Linked DNA regions of Mus musculus: region 1 is linked to region 2. Evidence: chromatin contacts called from public Hi-C data. All regions are on one chromosome and are shown on one strand. Each heading gives the region's core, a stretch centred on a gene start, on an enhancer-like site or on the middle of the called end of the contact. The rest is flanking DNA. Distances are from core to core; before and after follow the strand shown. Region 1 has its middle 14 kb from the start of Sacs. Region 2 overlaps Spata13 (spermatogenesis associated 13).

Region 1 (6,120 bases), core at 2,296-4,795, 470 kb after region 2:
TGCTGGCAAGCTCTCTTCTTACAGGGAAGGTGCACAGATATCTGGCGTTCGGACCTGCCTCCTGGCAGAAGATGAAGGCCCAAAACAGGGCCTGTCTCAGAAGCTGTGTCACTTCAGCCTGTCCCAGAAGCTGTTAGCTTCTGTAGTCCACACTCTCACCTGCGCAGACTAGTCTCAGAGGGATTTGGGAACCAAGATGGTGCCCCCAGGTGCTCAGGCAAAGTCCTCCTGGGTGGGGCGGACACCTCTCCTCTGGCAGGGAAGGTACCCGGATGTCTGGAGCCCAAAACGGGGTCTGCCTCAGAAGCTGTTCTCTAGGGACCTTGGGGGTGTCTGCCGACTCTGCTCCCAAGGTGACCCGGTGCTGGTGCCGACTGGAAAGGATTTGTGACACTGGTCAGGCCAGCTTTTCTGTTTCCGTGATGCTGTCTCAGGTCCTGCGTGATTGGATTGGAACAGAAGTTGTGTTCCACTCACTGGCAGTCCAAAGATCATGGGGAGAGTCCTCTAGGGGACCTTGGGGATGTCTGCTGACTCCACATCCAAGGTGACCCGGTGCTGGTGCTGCTCCCCCCTTTTCTTTCCAGGAGTTTGCATGAGTCTTTGTTTTTGATCTATCATTGTACAGACCAGATGATGTCTTATAAGGTCTGCTTTCTGTTGCTATAAGAACATCCCTGAGACTTGGTAATCAGGGCTTATCTGATTCTGTGTCTGAAGGCTAGGAAGTTCAAGAGCTCAGCAAGCCTGTTCTCGGCATCAAATGAGAACCTGGTGCTACATTGTGACTTGATGAATGAGTCTTCCAGGGAAGGCAATGTCTCATCAACCATCAATCGGGACACTGAGCATACAGCCAGCCTACATCCTCTGCCCTAATACGGCTGGTAAGCCTGCATGCAAGACATGTATTTCGAGGTATATCCATACCCACCTTTGGCCACACCACCCCTGCCACTTCAGTGAGCACCACCAGAGAAGTCTCTCACTGGGAACTTCTTTGACATCCACCCAAGACTTCACTGGGATCCACCCACAGCCTTGTGACTTTCCTGTGGAGCAGAATTCAAGATCCCAGCGCCTGGACAGACACTATGGGCTCAAATGTATCCCACTCAACAGAAATAGCTGGTGTCTTGTCACACTTCTCTGACTTCAGGAGTCAGCACAGCGGCCATGAAGCGAGGCCATTTTGCACAGTCGGTTAACTGGGCCTGGGAGACTGGGAATTTTCAGCCAGGTGCTACCAACATGCCACTACCACACAGACAATTCAGTCATTTTTTTTTCCATACTTGACTCAAGGGTAACAGGTGGGGATCAGACATGGGGCACCTCTTGGATGTACAATCTGGGAGAGGCAGGCATGGTCTGTGGAGAGGCCACATCCTTTGTACGGGTGGAGCCCCTATTCCCATGCAGTACACATTGGCAACCCAGGGTCCCAGCACGCATGCTCAGCTGACAGGGCGGTCATGTTCTTGGCCATGTTATGCACTTGCATCTCTCATGTATTTGACAAGCTCTGGCTTGGGCTTGACTTAAGGGATGAGGATGTTAAGAGACCCTCAAGCAAGAGCGGAGGTTCGGACACCTACAAGGAAGAAGTAGGAGAAGCATGACAAGACAGCACTAAGATACCAGCTATTTCTGTTGAGTGGGGTACATTTTAGCCCATAGTGTCTGTCTAGGAGTTGGTATCTTAAATTCTGCTCCACAGGAAAGTCATGAGGCTGTGGACAGACTCCAGTGAAGTCTTGCGTAGATGTCGAAGAAGTTCTCTTAGGTGAACATAGGATCTTGTTGGTTGATTCTGCTCTAAATTTTGATAATAACAGTTTAAGACTCAATTTTACCTAATTACTGGCCATTTATTTCTCTTCCCACTGTTAAGATTTTCAGCCTTTTTAAAATTTTTGAATTAATATTAATTTTTATTTATATGAGTACACTGTAGCTGTCTTCAGACACACCAGAAGAGGGCATCAGATCTCATTACAGATGGTTGTGAGCTACCATGTGGTTGCTGGGAGTTGAACTCAGGACCTCTGGAAAAGCAGTCAGTGCTCTTAACTGCTGAGTCATCTCTCCAGGTCCTTCTGTCTCTCTTTCTACTACTATTTTATTCTTATAGACTTGTAATTTTTATAAGTAATAATTTATTTACTACATGTCACAAATACTGTCTCGGAATGCTTCTTACACTTTAAGGTCGTGTGCACATGACGTCGTCAGTCAGAGTGTCTCTAGTATACTGTTCTCCACACGTACTCTTCTGGTGCATTGTATTATATTGTATTTTACTTCATCATATTTTATATACTTTTCTATTTATAGTTTGAATTTAATTTTCTTTTTTTTTTTTTTTATAGTTGTTTCTTTTTTTTTTTTTTTTTTTTTTTTTTTTTTAAGATTTATTTATTTATTATATGTAAGTACACTGTAGCTGCCCTCAGACACTCCAGAAGAGGGAGTCAGATCTCGTTACGGATGGTTGTAAGCCACCATGTGGTTGCTGGGATTTGAACTCCTGACCTTCGGAAGAGCAGTCGGGTGCTCTTACCTACTGAGCCATCTCACCAGCCCCGAATTTAATTTTCTATCCCTCTCTTTATCCACTCTTGTTTGACAATGCAAGTTAAAGTACTTTGCATTTTGTTTTTTCTGTGATTTCTGGGTTTCACATTATGAGATAGCTCAATGGGTTAAGGTGTTTGACACCAAGCCTGATACCCTGCGTTGGATCCCAGGAAGCCACTGGGCACGTGAAGAGAACTGATTGAAAAGTTGTCCTCTTATCTCTCCATGGGTACTGTGGCACAAATGTACACCTCTTAAATGAATGAATGAATGAATGAATGAATGTAGAAAAATAGAAAAGCAATGAATAATTTCATCTATTCAAAGCTCACACTCAAAGAATATGAATATTTTCAACTATTTAGTACAATTATTTTAAAGGATATAAAAGCATTGTGTGCAGGGCGTCACACTGAATTAAAAGATGATATACTGCTCTCCATGTGATATAAAATAATCCATGTAAGTGCCTGAAACTATGGCTTTTCAGTAATTAATCACATGCTGGAAAGTTCCTTGCAGAATGCACCCAACTTTGGAATCTGAAAAAAAAAAAATGACCTGTGCCCAGATTTCCCGACACACACTCATTTAAATGGCCATTCATTAAACTAGCTGAAGTATTCAAACTTACTCCCCGCCAGAATCAGAGGGCATGAGAGGAGGTGGCTACAGAGTGACTCCTTTTGTGTTACTGTACACATAGCTTTCATACGACTGTTGAAGGTTTTCTGAAAGACAGCTTTAAATCTCTGTTCAAGTTGGATCTTGGTACCAGTCTAGACTCAAGGCAACCTCGTGAGATGTCGCCTTCCCACCCTGATGTGTCAAACACATGCTCTCTTCACCAGGCACCTTCGGCTGCTTTTGAACAAGATTGCTTTCCTGAGTGTTGGGTCCAAAGCTGTCCCCAAAATCGCAACGCTTGTGCCAATGTCCTAAGTAGAAGGACTTTGGCCAGGCAAACAGAAAGATTGTTATTGGGTAACCGAGGCCTGAAGACTGAGTTCTGTTTACCAGGAGCCTCCCTCAAAACACCAGGAACCTCTCTTGATCCGCCATAAAGGTCAACTACCTAGGGAAAGGTCACCTAGTTCTGGGTCAACCTAAACACCCCTTATCCTGCTGACTGTCCTATAAAGCCTGCTTGCTTTCCTGCCATTTCATCTTCTCTTTGTCCCTAACCTCCAGACAGCCTTTGCATTTGACCCTCCCAGTATACCTTCCTTTCTACCCATGGAGTGGTCCCGTTTGGTAGTTTTACTGTGCCCCCACATTGTTAAGCACAGGCAGGTTCTGATGGCAAGAGAGCCTGGCACTCTGCTTTTAGATTCTCATTGCCATCGGAAGGGTAGGCATTGTTGCAATCGTTGGTTTGTAGGTGAGGAAACAGAATTACAGGGCTTAAGGTGGGTCTGGTGAGCAACTCTGCAGCAGAGCACGTGTCTGGCCTGAATTCCATTCCCAGCAAAGCACACACTAGCGCATACACACGTGCACGAGCATGCACACCCTGTCCAGGGTTCCCCAGCTGGGCAGGCACCCTGGGGCTGACCATCTTGGTCTGCACTCTTTCTTGCTCTATCACAGCTCCTCAGGACCTGCCTTGCCAGTATTTTGCAGTGTTACAAGTCCCATAGTTGAGACTAGTTCTAAATTTAGAATCAAAAGGACAAGAGTGGTTTCCAAAATTGGAGATGAGTTTTCTATCCAGCTAAATTCTTGAATTGTCTTTCAAGGAGCTGGCCCTTCTGCTCCGAGGATGCCCTGCACTGACTTTCCATGGCCCCAGCTGGCTTGAAGAGAAGACCTTGGGATAAGTAATGACCTTGACATGCAGAATAAAATAACAAGAGGTCAAAGAAGAATTCACTTCATAGGCACCAAGCACAGCCTGGCCAGTTATGGCGAGGATCTCCAAGCAGGATCCAGCAAGCTCACACAACACAGGGCAAGGATATCAATCAATCTCATTCTATTCCCAAGGAGAGGGAGAGACACAGCTACAGGCTGATCTGGGAGTTTTACAAACTTTAGATGACTTTGAAAGTTGGGGTTTTTGTTTTGTTTTTCTTTTTGTTTTTTAATCACATTTCACCACATGAGAAATACAGCTCAGAGATTTAAAGCCAGTGGGCCTCAGGCATAAAGGACCGATGCTGGAGACAGTCACACCCAGCTATCTCCAAATCCTCTGCTCCCTGTATGCCACACCAACTGATTTTTGGTGATCGTGATACTCCACTAACATTTGAGAAATGTATTTTTCAGATCTGCTATAATTGTCTATGATTTAGTCTGCTAACTAAAAACATGAATTTTAAAAAAGGCACAAGGGGCCACCAAGGCGGCTCAGGGGGTAAAGGAGCTTGCTGCTCAAGTCCGAGTTCAGTGTGGAGGAAAGGTGGAAGGAGAGAGCCCACTCCACAAAGTTGTTCCATGGCCTCCACAGGCGCACTGTGGCACAGCCCCACCCGCAGCATAGCATACACAGGCGCATCGATAGTAAAATGTACAGACAACACGGAAGCAGTGACACTTGTTACCTCGGACTCATGCAACATCTGCTGCTTTCCCGTTCATGGGAAAAGTTCACCCAAACTAAAATTGTAGTTACAGAAAGGAACCCCTTACGCAAGTTTATAAACTTTCTGATGTTTTTCATTTTTAGATTGCACTTTCCCCAAAAGTTACGAAAAATATAAGGAAATGTACAGAGCTTGGGGTAAGACGATTTCCATTAAACTTGTTCTGGGATTTATGATGTATGCTCACTATCATTGAAATAAACGGTTGTAATGATGCAACAAAATGGGGTGGTTTTTGCCTAACGGAGATGGATGTGTCAAAGGACACATTATATCTACCAGGCTGAGACACTGCCGAAAGGAAGATGCCCACAACAGTTCCTATTACTCATACCTATTATACCTAATGATCTGGCAGAAGGACTGATTCCATATCAGCTGTTGCCTCTGATACTATATCTAGGCAGTTACAGAATTCTGCCAAAGCCCCGCCTACTCAGTAGCTTAAAAGGGAATTGAGTAGGTTCAGTATTAATAGCTAATCTTTACCCACCCTCAGGGTGGGTCTTCCCTGCTCAGTGACAAGCTTTTGGAAACTCCCTCAGAGAGACACTGAATGGTGTGTTTCTGAAGCCTGTCAGTTAGGATAAAATAAGGACATGCAAAATTCTAGAAATACGATTTCAGAAATAACAAGCCCAACAACCGTCTCAATATTGGTGCTGAAAAATAAATTGTATGTTTGGTGCTTTAAGTAAAGGTTGTAATGGAGATAGATGCCTTGCCACAGACCCTTGTGTCTGCAGAGGCTCAAAGTCTCTCCTATAAAATGGCTGAAGCTGCAAAATAGTTTGGCCATTTTCAAGGTAAATTTTCACCCTGTGAAGGGACCACTCAGAGATACACAGGTTCCTGGGCTGAGAAGCTCCACACATCCAGATTAATTGCTCTCTGACCCCAGACAACAGGCTCATCCCTAAGAAGATAGAGTTTCCACCTCCCATGGAAAGGG
Region 2 (6,030 bases), core at 3,228-5,727:
ATTGAACCTTGGATTAATTTGAGGCACATTTCCATTCTGACTGTGGTGAATCTATTTGCTGAGGTCTTGAATCTCCACATTGTTTTATAGGGTTTGAGCGTAAGTTGTGCATTTCCTTTGTTTAAAGTATCCCTGCGTGTTTATTCTTTCTGGTGCTATTGTAAATGGATTTCTTTCCTACAGCTCTCGTGGGAATGGTTTATTGCAGCAGTGTAGAAATGGGGCTCCCTCTTGCTAAGCTCATGAACTCCTAGCTCAATGTTTTTTGTTTTTTTTTTTTTAGCGTTATCCTTAATATATTTTCTGTGTGAGATTATGACACACAGAAGGAGAGATGGTTTTACTGCTTTTCCTCTCCGAACGCCTTTATCCCCACTTTCTGAGCTGAGCCGGGCAGAACAACGTCGACTAGAAATGGTGGCGGCGGCACCCTACCTACCTTTGTCCTAGGGGAGTGTGCATGTTTAGAGACGGATTCCATCAGCTGGAGTACCTTTCCCGTCTGCTCCTTTGTTTATTGGGTGTTTCTGTCATGGATAGGAGTTTAATTTTTAAAGTGAAATAACCATATCACTGCTTTCATTAATAGTGATAATATATTCCATTAAGGATTTTTTCCTTTATATACACATATGTTCTTAAAATATCTTTGTTAATTCGTACAATGTATTTTGATCACATTCACTACCTTCTTCCAATGTAAGGGATTTTAAAGTATATTCAAGACGCTCTTATTTCACAAATCCCGTCTGTCACGGTCTATAATCATCTTTCTGGTTCATGGATTTGGCTGGCTAGTGTTTTTATGACTTTGGTTTCTAAAGTCATAAGGATGATTGGCCTCTGGTTGTTGGGGTTGGCTGTTCGAGACACTGAGGGTGTCAGCAGGCTGAACTTGAACTTGTGACGTTCATGCTTTAGCTTCCTGAACAGTGGGATCCAGGTGTGGCTCACCTTGCCCCAGCTGCTGCGTTTTCAGCTTGGGTAGTGTCTTTCCCTGCTTTTGTTGTCAGGGTATGCATATGAATACAGATCTGAAGAGCAGATGTCCATGACTTGTGCATATGGATATGCATACCATGACTGTTATTTTAAACATGTGCCTAAGTATAGTGGAGAGTGGGACAGGAGGCAGCGTCCTGGGATCCAACTCTGGCTGTTTGGAAATGAGCTGAGTGCTCTGTTCTGAGGCCTTTTTGTCGTCCCCCCCCCATATAATATAGGGTTAGTTTAAGCCAAGGAATAAAAGTATAGATTATTTGGTACAATACCTTGTACTAGCAGACACTTTGTAAATGATGACTTATAGGGATATCTTCAACTCCTCAGTGAATCTAATATTAGCCACACCCTGTTAATCTGTTTATTATCTACCATGTTCTGGTGTTAATTTGAACCAATAAGTGACTATTTCAGTGAATTTTTAGGTTTTGCTTATGGATGAGTAGCCGAAAGCTCCCCTTATTCGGGTTTTTTGTTTTTTTGGTTTTTGTTTTTGTTTTTTGTTTTTTTGTTTTTTTTGCAAAGGAACATCCTTCCTCCTTTTAAATTCTGTGGATATCTTTGGAAGCTGTTGTTAAAACCATGGTTTTCCCTTGGCCAATAGGAATTAAGAGTCTGAAACAGTCCTCTGGAACTGCAGTGTACACAGGTTCTCACGCTCAGCTGCGGGACACTATCTGCCCCCCTCCTCATCTGTCTCCTGGAGATAAGTCCAAGCCTCTTAGCATCCTTCTGAGAACCCAGAGAGACTCAGGTGACAGGCCTTCAACACAGCACACGGCCTGGCAGGGCTGATAAGGAGGAGCAGTGGGTGTGTCCTTCATCTTTCCCATCCCCAGGGCGGCAAACAGTATTTGATATGTAAGAAATGTTGGAACAAGAGCCAGTAAGGTGGCTCAGTAGGTAATGGCACTTGCCATCCAGTGTGACAACCGGAGTTTGATCCTCAGAACCCATATACTCCTGCAGGTTGACATCTGACGGCCACATGTGCCCCTGTGGCACAGACATACAAGTGTGCATACAGGAATAAGTTAAAAAAAAATACAGTAATAATTAAAAAAAAAAGAATAAAAGGTCTTCCTGGGGGGTGGTGTTCTGTTTAGCTTTTATAGGGCTTAGAATTGAACTTAGGGCTTCGGGATACCAGGATGGGCTCTGGCACCGAACTTTCCCAGCCCAGAGTGAAATGTTCTGTTGGCAAATTGTTTGTAAGAAAATTCCTGTTTTTCCTTCGCTTGGAAGGCAGCCCACCTATGTGAGATCAGTGTAGAACTAGCCCGAGACTATGAACACGGGAAGAGCGCTTTCCCAGGAGCCTCCATTGATACTCAGGAAGAGTGGGTCTCCAGGCTGAGATCTGGATGTACGCCTGCTCGTTCCTGTGCCATTCCCAGTGGCTCTGCTAGGGTTAAAACTTGGAGCTGTGCAGATGGTATCGGTTTTGGGAAAACTCGCCGTGTTGCTCCACTTCATTACTCAGGACGGGTAAACAGAGCCGCTCCATTAAACCAGACCCGTGAGCCAGGGTCACTCTTGCAGGGACACAGGGGCAGTGGTGCCCACACTAGATGAGCGGCACACAGGTCTCTAGTACTTTTTATTTATTTATTTATTTATTTATTTATTTATTTTATTTATTTATTTTTGCTGCATTTGGGTTCAGAGTGTATGAAGCATCTGTAGCAGACATCTAGTCACAGGTACATGCTCGTCACATCTCGTCATCTGTAGTAGACATCTATCTAGTCACAGGGAGCTTGGGTAGCCCGCTGGGAAAGCTGGAGAGATTCTGCTGTGGAGCTAACACAGGCACGCTGTTTCTGGTGCTGTGATTGTTAAGATTGCCAGGGCTCTACACCTTCCTAAGTGTAATCTTTTCACCTGTTTTTGCTCCATTTGCATATTTAGATGCTCTGTAGGAGGGCCCTGTTTTTTGGAGTACAGAATCTTATCAGTTGAACATGGATTCTTTTTCAGTCACAGACACATCAAATGTTCTGAGAACAAGATTGTTCTGGACAGTTGGCACTTTCCGTGATTTCCCCGTGGAAACTGCCCTCTCAGTCCACCAGGATCAGGTAGCAGAGCTAGTAGCTGCAGTCGAGAGCCTCATGGCTCCTTAAAGTTGACACACAAAAGAGCAGTGTCCTAATGTTGGAACTCTTGCTAAACAGTTTTCAAGGAGGCACAACTAAGGCTTTTTTTTTTTTAACTACCTCATAATCTTCTGTGCTGAAGTAGCAGCCTGCCTCGTTGGTGCATCCGGGCTATGAGAGGAAGACCCAGAGGTGGACTCATTTACGCTGGTGCCAGAAATACGGAAGGTATTCATTCTAATGCTGATTTACTATTTTCAAGAATAACGCCCAGAAGTGTCCTGAGACATGGTGGTGGTGGTGGCGGCGGCGGCGTTGTTTTAGCTCTTAAACACATGCAGTAATCCGATCTGACATTGTTATTCCCAGGGAAATGGAAGCAAGCAGAGGGTTCAAGGGCACCCAGAAAAGCCTTTGGCTGTTGTGAGGGCTAATGGGGGAGTAAGCGTGTAGTCAGAGTGGTGTGGCGGAGGGGTGTGGCGGCCTCAGTGCTGACCGAGAGTGAGTTATTTTGTGAACTCCTCGTTAAAGCCATGTGGAGTGTTCTCTGGGAACCACTCGAGATACTCTTCCAACACAGCCAGATCCCTTTGCTGTGTCCCTGCAACTCTGGGCCTAAGCTTCGCTGAGTGGGTGGAGTTTGGACCAAACTGTTGGCACAGGACCATCTCATTGCCAGCAAACAACTGCACATGCGTGGGAAGCGTGGACGGCACAGATGGAGTCTCCTGAACACCAGGATTGTCGATGGGTTTTGTTGATTTGTTTTTTTGGCAGTTAATGCCAGTTTTGGTTTCCCTAGAGTGTATGTTTAAACTGTTGGTTTCCCCTCTCTCTCTCTGATGTGTGGATGTTGTTATATATTAACTTAATGCCAGGCAGCAGCACAGACTTCCAAAACATACTGGTGGATTTTGTGTTCAGAGCAGGACAAAGTTCAAATCCCTGTTAATTTCATGGTCTGGACTCCCCAGCCTAGCGATTGGCCCACAAATGAAGCCATACCTACTGTAGTCGGCATCATGAAGAACCTAAAGTGTAGAATGGTCCCAGCTTGTTGCTGGCTTGTTTTGTTTTGTTGAAATGTTCAAGACAGGAATTTTCTCTGTGTAGCCCTGGCTGTCCTGGATCTCACTCTGTAGATCAGGCTGGCTTCAAATTCAGCGATCCGTCTTCCTTTTCTTCTGCCTCCAGAGTCCTGGAGTTAAAGGTGTGTGCCACCATTGCCCGCCTTTAGTCCCAGTTTGTTGCTTTTAAATAATATTGTTCATTAGTTATGTTCAGGGAAGTCAGATAGGAGAATGGATCTGGAGTGAGTATTGTTCTGAGTCTAGAGTCCACTGGCCGACCTAGAAGACCACCCCTGCTTGGCTATTTCGGTGCCCGAGCAGATGCCATGGTCATCTGTGAAGGTCGCTGAAGTCATCCAGAGCAGGACCCAGATAAGCCTGCGGTTTCTGTTGTGCTTCTCCGGGGGACCTGCTTCAGAAGTGTGTTTATTGCCAGTTTGGGATCCCTCCACCTCGTGGGTTTTCGGAGAAGCCTTTTCCTAATAACTCTGACGCGCAACCCTGAAACCCTTGTGGAGCTGAGCAGATGACACTTTTGCCACCAAAGGCCTTGCAGTAAATGCTTTGTTCCTGCGCAGGAAAGACACCCAGGGACGTTTATTGCTGGCTGTATGGAAGGTTTTCTTCACGAAGGATTTTATTTATTAGCAAAATACTGCTGTGAGCATGATTCTTAAGGGCCGGTAATTTAGATTCTGCTGGCTCAAGGCTGTAATTTTTTTTTTCTAAAGCTATCTGGAGATCCATTCACTAAGAAATAAGCTTTTGCTGAAAATTAGGGATTGAGGCTTGAAAGAGCTGAATGAAGTTATGACTTTTGTATTACCCCTGGAAGTAATTGCTCCTTTAACTCAAAATCCATTAGTAGCCTGGTATAAGTTTTTTGACATCATGATTATTAATGTCTTTTAACAAGGTCTCATTTCAGTAACCTTAAGCAAATCACTGATTTTAATATAACAGGCATGGTATTTTAGAAATCAAAGGATACATTTATTGAAGGTATCCAACTGCTTTGATTTAACTTAGAATATATATGCATAAGTAAGAGTTCTCTTTCATGACCCATGTATTAGTCAGAGTTCCCCACCAAAACTAGTCTGTAGGTTGTATGCGTGTGGGCAGATAGTGTGTATCCTTATCTGGGATTTTTAAAGTGTTGGAATATTTTCATAAACATGAGATAGGCTGTGGAGAGGGAACTCAAGTCAGAACACAGTTCAGTTATATTTGAAAGATACAACATTTGGCCCCAAGGAAATGCCATATAAGCATTTTAATAATTTGGCCTATGATGCAAGTCTGTGATGCAGAATCCTTACCCGAGCTGTGTATTAGCTTCTCCATTATCCCAATAAAAACGACTGAGGCAGACTACTTGCAAAGAAAAAGGAATTTAGTTAGCTGACAGTTTGGGAGGCTGGAGGTCCAGACAGCATAGGGCCTCTGGTGAGGAGTCATGGGCTGATTCACCTCATCAGTGGATTGCAGTGAGGGAAGCCAGGGAGACTGGGTGGGGCCAGGCCCAGACTTTTGTAACATCTCTGTCAAGAGAACTGGTCAGGCTCTGGTAAAGGGTAGCTTAAGCCAGTAGTTCTCACCCAGTTGGTGGAATCTCCTCTGGGGTCAAATGACCCACTCACAGGGCTGGAATATCAGCTATCCTGCATATCAGATAATTACATTACATTTCATAATAATAGCAAAGTTATAGTTATGAAGTAGCAACAAAAATATTTTTCTGGTCGGGGGTCACGCCAACATGAGGGTCTCGGCGCAAGGAAGGTTGAGAATCGCTGCCTTAAGCCCTCCTAAGGGCGCACTTCCTAATGGCCTTAGAACTTGCATTAGCCTCCTCC

Evidence for each region. Hi-C and Micro-C count contacts between places; a contact is called where the count stands out from the background.
Region 1: a contact with region 2 is called in a Hi-C map of liver, with 2.6 times the contacts expected there. The contact joins two enhancer-like sites. A contact is called at or near these places in 1 of 39 promoter capture datasets (pre-B cells), 1 of 484 Hi-C or Micro-C datasets (liver), 1 of 115 datasets of contacts at active chromatin or transcription factors (epiblast stem cells) and 1 of 9 other capture datasets (embryonic stem cells).

Annotation. Positions count from the first base shown.
Region 1 is chr14:61,121,351-61,127,470 of GRCm38.p6, forward strand. No RefSeq gene overlaps it. Among named protein-coding and RNA genes, the nearest start is that of Sacs, 14 kb to the right of the region's middle. Within about 2 kb of position 3,546, at least 4 of the 459 cell types and tissues checked have an H3K27ac peak or open chromatin away from gene starts, as enhancers often do. A contact at or near this core is called in liver, where this site is marked.
Region 2 is chr14:60,652,419-60,658,448 of GRCm38.p6, forward strand. All of the region lies in intron 1 of Spata13 (spermatogenesis associated 13), which reads left to right. Among named protein-coding and RNA genes, the nearest start is that of Spata13, 21 kb to the left of the region's middle. Within about 2 kb of position 4,478, at least 71 of the 459 cell types and tissues checked have an H3K27ac peak or open chromatin away from gene starts, as enhancers often do. A contact at or near this core is called in liver, where this site is marked.